2 separate regions of the Mus musculus genome follow, and region 1 is linked to region 2. Evidence: chromatin contacts called from public Hi-C data. All regions are on one chromosome and are shown on one strand. The core of a region is the stretch at or near the end of the contact, and the rest is flanking DNA. Distances in the headings are between cores, read along the strand shown.

Region 1 (3,537 bases), core at 269-2,768, 75 kb before region 2:
GTGGGGAGGATTAGTGTGGGTAGTTTAACTTCTGATTCTTATCTTTTACAGTACTTAATGTGGCTAAAAATCTTGTAGTAGCCGGGCGTGGTGGCGCACGCCTTTAATCCCAGCACTCAGGAGGCAGAGGCAGGCGGATTTCTGAGTTCGAGGCCAGCCTGGTCTACAAAGTGAGTTCCAGGACAGCCAGGGCTATACAGAGAAACCCTGTCTCGAAAAAAAAAAAAAAATCTTGTAGTAATTACTCAATTTAAATACCCCCTTTTCAGCTGAAATTTATTTGCTCTTTCTCCCTCTTTCTCTCTCTCTTCCCTCCTTCACTACTCTGTCCCTCTCCACCTTTTAAAAAAGATAAATATTTTTTTGTGTATGAACGTTTTGCCTGCCTTCATGTATGTGCAGCCTGTGTGTGCAGTACCCACAGAGGCCAGACAAGGGCAACAGATCTCCAAGAACTAGAGTTGCAGCGGTTGTGAGTTGCCACATGATTGCTGCAAGAACTGGAAGTGCTCTTCTCTTTTGAACAGTCCCGTTCCACCTCCCTTTGTGAGGGAGGAGCTCCCAGAGCCTGGAACTTACTGCTTTGCTTAGGCTGGCTGGTTAGTGAGCTCCAGGGAGCCACTGTCTCTGCTTCCCTGGGGCTGGAATTACAGGTAATTGTCATTTTGCCTGGTTTTATGTAAATATTGGCATTCCAAAATGGGTTCCTCATGCATGCAAGGAAAGCACTGTGCTCACCTAGCCTCTTCCTACTCCTTCATAGACTTCTATAGTTCACGCATAACGTTCTTCTTTATGAGCCAGTTGTAACATATGACCTAATATCTTTGGTCTCCTATTTCAGATAATGTTTAGATGGATATTGGTCATTGTGTTTGAATATTATGGACTTTTGTCTTCTTGTTCTAATACTTGTGTGCCAAGCTTGATCTTGTCACCCGTGGCTTTCATATCAGGCAGCTTAGAGGGACCTTTACATCCATCCATCCATCCATCTATCTATCTATGCCCTATCGACTGCCCCTGTATTCAGTGGCCCTGTTGGCTTTCACTGGGGTATTTTGCAGTGCTTTCCAAGTCCAGAAATTTGCTTGTTAGTAGACTTTCTGGTGCTGTTTTTTTGCCTGGCCTTTCTCAATCTCTTTATATGAATTTATAACTTCATATTCATTTGAATATTTAAGAGTCCTATATAAAAGTTTATGTAACTATGTCTCCTCCCCACCCCAAAGTACCATATAGACTTTTCTGAAAGTTTGTTTAAATTTCTCTTTTTTTTCTTTAACATAGTTTCAAAAGTCTATCCTCCTCAGCTTTCCTTAAATCTGTCCCATAAACTCACTGTCCTCATTGTATTCTGCTGGGGTTTCTCACACACACTCTCTCACGATAGTTGCTCTAAGTGTAGTTGCCGATAAGCTGGGTAATTATGTCACAAAGCTCAGTTCATTGTCAGGTGTGGGTGCGCATGCCAGCGATCCAAGCCGTTTGGAGGCAAGAGCAGAAGGAGTTCAAGGTCAGGCAGGCTGCCACAGAGCCCAAGTCAAACCTCAACAGCTTTCAAGTCACAGCCCTGCGTGTCTGCTCTCCAGTATTGGGGAAAAAGCAGTTTTGTATATCTTATTTTGTTTTTTATTTAGAAGGTAGTGATAGGTTATTATTCTACTGCCAGTGAAACAAGCCAATTTAAGGCAGATTATATTATATTAAAGGCAGGTTTATTGGGAAGCTGCTCTCTGGTGGCCAAGTTTACTGGCCCCAAGGAACAAGGCTAGGGAAGTTGCCATGGAGAAGGGGGGTGGGGTGGGTAGGGGAGAGGGAGAAAGAGAGAAAGGGGTAGGTGTGCAGAGAGAATGGAGAGAAGAAGCCGGGCGTGGTGGCACACGCCTTTAATACCTCGAGAGGCAGAGGCAGGCGGATTTCTGAGTTCGAGGCCAGCCTGGTGTACAAAGTGAGTTCCAGGACAGCCAGGGCTACACAGAGAAACCTTGTCTCAGAATATGAAGAGAAGAAAAAGAGAGAGAGACCGAAATGTCTGGATTATATAGAGAAAAGCCTCTGGGGGAAGGGCAACCCCTTTTTATGTGAAAACTCAATGAGAAGCTAGTAGTCTATGTCCTACAAATTAGATTATTTTTATTTAAAATATCTATCCTCAATAATCTAAAAGTATATTCATTTTTTTATTCTTTGAAAGTTTCATCCATATATTCAACATATATTTTCAGTCACATTTTCCCCTGTACTATCCTCCTTCATTAAACTCCTCCTGGATCATTCCTGCACATCCCCAAACTTTGTCTTTAACTCATGTGTTAGGGTTATTATTGCTGTGATGAGACACCATGACTCACCAAAGAATAGTATATAAGCGCAAAGAGTGTTTTATTCTGCAGAAGTCTAGCATGCTGGTGTCTCCCATTACCAGAATAGAGTGACTCCCAAGTGAGCTTGCAGGTCTAATTTAAAGCACATTAGGGAATTCCAGGGTAGGTGACCTCTATGTTAATCTGTTGGATCCATCTCTAGGGACATTCCATTACCAGGGTGTGGGGGCTGGAAACTTGCTGGGGAGGTCTGGGAACTGTTACTGAGGAAGTAGTTGAGGGTGTCTGGAAACTGCTGCTGATCCATTGTCCTTGCTGCAGCCTGGTGGCTGGGACATTCCATTACCTGGGCGTGAATGCTGGAGCCTGGGGTTTTTTCTATTAGTAATTGACTTGCTGGGCTTGCCCAGTTTTTATGCCTAACCTCCCTAACTGCCTATTTGAAATCTGTCCTGTAATCAGCCTATCCTCAACCAAAGCAATGTAGGGAAGAAAGAAGTTATCTGGCCTACATTTTCACATCTCTGTTCATCATTGAAGGAAATTAGGACAGGAACCCGAATGCAGAAGCTAATGCAGAGGCCATGGAGGAGTTTTGCTTAATGGCTTGCTCCCCATGGCTTGCTCAACCCTTTTCTTATCAAACCTAGGACCACAAGCCCAGGAATGGTACCACTCACAAAGGTCTGGGCCCTCCCCATCAATCACTAGTTAAGAAAATACACTACAGCTGGGTCTTCTGGAGACAATTTCTAAATTGAGATTCCTTCCTTTCAGATGATTCTAGCCTGCATCAAGCTGATATAAAAGTAGTCTGTACACCCCAGAATCCAAATTAGTGCTTTCTATATGCAAATAGCTGTGGGACTGCCCATGGGAGCATGGTCAATCTACCAGGGTTCTCATCCTAAAAGAAAACTGCTTCTTCCTTTGCAGCTATCAGCTGTTGTAGTTCCTTAGTTTGAGGTGTGGGTTTGTGTTGTGTTAACTTTTCCCAGGAAGATACAACACACATATGTCTACTCATCCCAGAAAGGGACCTGTGACAGACTACAGTGTGGATGCCACAAAGTCTAACTTGGTGAACCAGTGAATTTTATTGGAGTTACTTACAAGACTATTGGTGAAGGGTTTCATAGAGAAGTGAAATGACTCAAAGATAGTTGTGTCATCAAAGCCCATCCTAGCATGGTGACAGTTTACAAAAGCT
Region 2 (3,753 bases), core at 990-3,489:
TTTTGGTTATCTTTTTAGTTCCTTAGCAATGTATTGTGAGAAAAATAATTTAAAAGGAAGCAATATTACTTTTGTTTCTATAAGAAAATCGGATACAGAGCAGGCATGCAGTTCAGGAATGCCAGCTTATTGTCTGGGTTGGGTTTTTTGGTTTTTTTTTTGGTTTTTGGTTTGTTTCTTTTTTCTTTTCTTTTCTTTTTTTTGTAGGTCCAACAGAAAGACTAGTCATTTGCTAAGGGTAAATATTAATGATATTTTGATTTATGGGCTTGGTTTATGTACTACTTTATTTATTGTGCATGCCCTTTCCCATGATGTATCTGATTTTAATCATATGCATGTCCAAGCATGCATATGCATAAGATGGTAGATAGGAGATTTTCATTAAAACTTCACTCAGAGCCGGGCATGGTGGCACATGCCTTTAATCCCAGCACTCGGGAGGCAGAGGCAGGCGGATTTCTGAGTTCGAGGCCAGCCTGGTCTACAAAGTGAGTTCCAGGACAGCCAGGGCTATACAGAGAAACCCTGTCTTGAAAAACTCAAAAAAACTCAAAAAAAAAAAAAACAAACAAAACAAAAACCAAAAACCACAAACCCCATTTCACTCAGTAGAAACAATTTGCCTTATTGAACATGAGCAAAAGTTTCCAGATGTTCCAGGATATGGTTGATCACAAAAGTGTAGCTGATTAGAAGTTGGTAGAAGTGACCTATACCTATTCCATTGTTTGAAACATGGTGTACAGGGACCTGCGGCAGGTGGGAGTACAGGGCGCTAAGGGTTGTGTATGTAGCTCAGGCTAGACAGAGTCACTGGATACTCAGCTTCTTTGTACTCACCTGCCCCAGTTATGTAAAACATCATGGTGGCAGGAGTATGTGGTGGAGATGAGTACTCACCTTGTGGCAGCCAGGAAGCAAAAGAGAGAAAAGGAGAACAGAAAAATATGTCCTGCAAAGGCATGTTCCATAGCGATGCACTTTTAATTAGACCTACTTTGTTAAGTTTACACTCATTTCTAGTAGTGCTACCAGCGGGGGCCTTAAGCTTTCAGGACATGACCCTTTGAGGGGCAATCAGATTATAACAACCCCCTTCTGTTCCCCAAAGGTCACACCCATCACACACAGCAAAGTGTCTAAGTGTTCTCATAGTCATAACAGTTCAGTGTTTCCTTCAAGTCCAATTTGGAAGTCTCTTCTGAGTCTCAAGACTAACTCCTTTGAACTTCAGTAAAGGTTAAAAAATTTTTTAAGTTTTCAACATAATACAGCAGAGCAAAGCAGGACATGCACTTAATAATTTAACTGCCTTATTATTTGAAAAGGAGAGAGGACGCCCAAGACTGGTACTGCTGCTGGCCTATGTATTAGTAGGGTGTGAGCTCCACAAGAGTTGCACCGCCCCACTCTGCTTTCATGGCCTCTCTTTGCCTTGTGGTGGCTTTTATTTTATTTTTAATTATGCTTTATTTCTTTCTGTGTGTATGTGAGTACATGAATGCCATGCTACCTGCATGGAAGTGATTCTCTGTGAGGCTTAGGACTTAAACTTAGTTTGCCATGCTTGGCTGCAAGCATCTTTACCTTCTGAGTCATTTTGCCGCCCCCTTTTCCTTTTAAAATGCATGTTTCTCCTTATTTATTCATGGCTTATTTTTTGATCAGTTGTAAAATCCGTTGTTACTAGTATTATTTTAGATGGCCTGACTTTTTTCCCCAACTTGTTTTGAGGAAACTTATAACAAAGAGATGGAGAACAACTGGTTTGGGAAAGGAGGGGCCATAAAGCCAACTGTCCTTTAGGAATGAGCTTCATTAAGCAAGAAAGCCTCAAGACTGAATGAAAAGCCAATGGCCACCTGTGAAGGATGGGGAAGATTTCTATTGTAGACACAGGGAAAGCAGCTGAGGGAACAGTCCAGGCTGAACAGGGCCATGGCCGGCAGACTAACTCAGCCCATGAGAGGATAGAGGGAGGGAGGGAGGGAGGGAGGGAGGGAGGGAGGGAGGGAGGGAGGGAGAGAGCAAGAGAAGAGACAACCACCAACCTAGACATGGTCTGAGCCCAGAGGCCAAGAGACCAGAGTAGCCAAAATGGCTGAGTTACATAGGGGTCAGGCTGGGGTGGGGTGGGGGGTGGGGGGATGGAAACCCAACCCCTGGGAGGAAGAGTTTTGGGGTAGGGGTGGGATGAGAAGTGCTGGGATGGCTGGTAGGCCTCTGCTTTGGTATGTTAATAGCCACCTCAGCCATTTGTCCTGTGACTCTGAGACTAACAAGCACCTTGTGAGCTAGGATCCAATCTTGAAATGGGAGTGAAATCAGGACCATTATGAGGACACTAGGAAAGTTAGCTTAAAGAAAACCGAGTGGGGGGCTGGTGAGATGGCTCAGTGGGTAAGAGCACCCGACTGTTCTTCCAAAGGTCTAGAGTTCAAATCCCAGCAACCACATGGTGGCTCACAACCATCTGTAACAAGATCTGACGCCCTCTTCTGGAGTGTCTGAAGACAGCTACAGTGTACTTACATATAATAAATAAATAAATCTAAAAAAAAAAAAAAAAAAAAAAAAGAAAACCGAGTGGGAGAGGCAGTTTACTTGGAAAGCGTGGAAGGGCACTAGGTTTCAGAGGAATCCCCTGAACACAGTGGGAAATTTTGACTTTTTGATCTTTCAGGGAATTAATTGTAGGAAGTTACATATTACATCATTTTCTTCTGCATGGTGTACATGACAGGAGCCAAGTACTGGGTAGGACCATAAGCTGTTTCAGCTATAGAGTTGCTCCAAAACATAGCTCATCATAGCTTCTTAGCTCTGACCCAGAGAGCAGGAGAGCTACAGGCCTGTGTGCTACAGACCGCCACAGGCCTTTGAAGTGACAGCACCTCCATGTGAGTGGCAGGCTTGTGGTCTAGCACCAGCCCCACTCCAGTCAAGTCCATAGGGTTTTGTTTTTGTTTGTTTGTTTGTTTGTTTGTTTTGCTTTTTGCTGTTGTGGCTTTGATAAATAATTTGGCACAGTAGATAGTGGTTTTGCATATTTTCATATTCTAGTTGTGAAATCTGTTTTTTAACAGTGAGCTCTGGTTTGATTGGTTGAGTTTAGGAGGAATGCTGTAGAAATAACAACTTGGATGCTATAAGCAAAGCTCTGTTGCTGCTTTTGCAGATGTATCTAGACTAGCTGCAAGGCTGCTACGCCAGACTCCGTGTGTGGCAAACCTGTTGTGTTCATAATTTCCTTGCAGTTGTTTGCCCATAGCATGTCTGTACACTACCAAAGTAAGTGTTCTGTGACTTAAAATTATTTGAGCTGTTTGCAGCATGTTGTTAATTTGATACCCAGATAATTTTATTGAGTATATTAACTGAATTCAGTTTGGGGGCTTGTCCTTGTTATTCTTGTAAAATTAATTTTGAATATGTAAAACATTTTATCCTCTTTCCATTTTAAGGAAACTATCTTCATTTTATTTTGTGATCATAGTCCCACATGATTATGTGATATTTACTTTTCTTACTACAAACATAGATTGTTTTTATGTTGTACATAAGAAGCTATTTAAGAGAGAAGGGGTTTCTTGGTTTTTGTCTTTTCTGTGCTTTTAGAACAATGCACATGCTGTTATAACTGGGAACTTTCTTTTTCTCCCATATGTCTTACGCTTAACCAGGAGGCCCTGGGCGAGCCGCCATGCCAACTCCAGGAAGCACAGCAGGTTTTCGGGCTTCCCTCTGGAC

What was found. A called contact is a pair of places that touch in the nucleus more often than the background predicts.
Region 1: a Hi-C map of embryonic stem cells shows a contact between it and region 2, with 3 times the contacts expected there. The contact joins two enhancer-like sites. A contact is called at or near these places in 1 of 39 promoter capture datasets (macrophages), 2 of 484 Hi-C or Micro-C datasets (cortical neurons and embryonic stem cells) and 2 of 115 datasets of contacts at active chromatin or transcription factors (VIP interneurons and neural progenitor cells).

What each region holds. Positions count from the first base shown.
Region 1 is chr12:31,724,258-31,727,794 of GRCm38.p6, forward strand. All of the region lies in intron 6 of Cog5 (component of oligomeric golgi complex 5), which reads left to right. Among named protein-coding and RNA genes, the nearest start is that of Gpr22, 12 kb to the left of the region's middle. Within about 2 kb of position 1,519, at least 24 of the 459 cell types and tissues checked have an H3K27ac peak or open chromatin away from gene starts, as enhancers often do. A contact at or near this core is called in embryonic stem cells, where this site is marked.
Region 2 is chr12:31,798,297-31,802,049 of GRCm38.p6, forward strand. Cog5 (component of oligomeric golgi complex 5) reads left to right here. Exons shown (of 23, transcript NM_001163126.1): 9 at 3,687-3,753. Among named protein-coding and RNA genes, the nearest start is that of Gpr22, 86 kb to the left of the region's middle. Within about 2 kb of position 2,240, at least 4 of the 459 cell types and tissues checked have an H3K27ac peak or open chromatin away from gene starts, as enhancers often do. A contact at or near this core is called in embryonic stem cells, where this site is marked.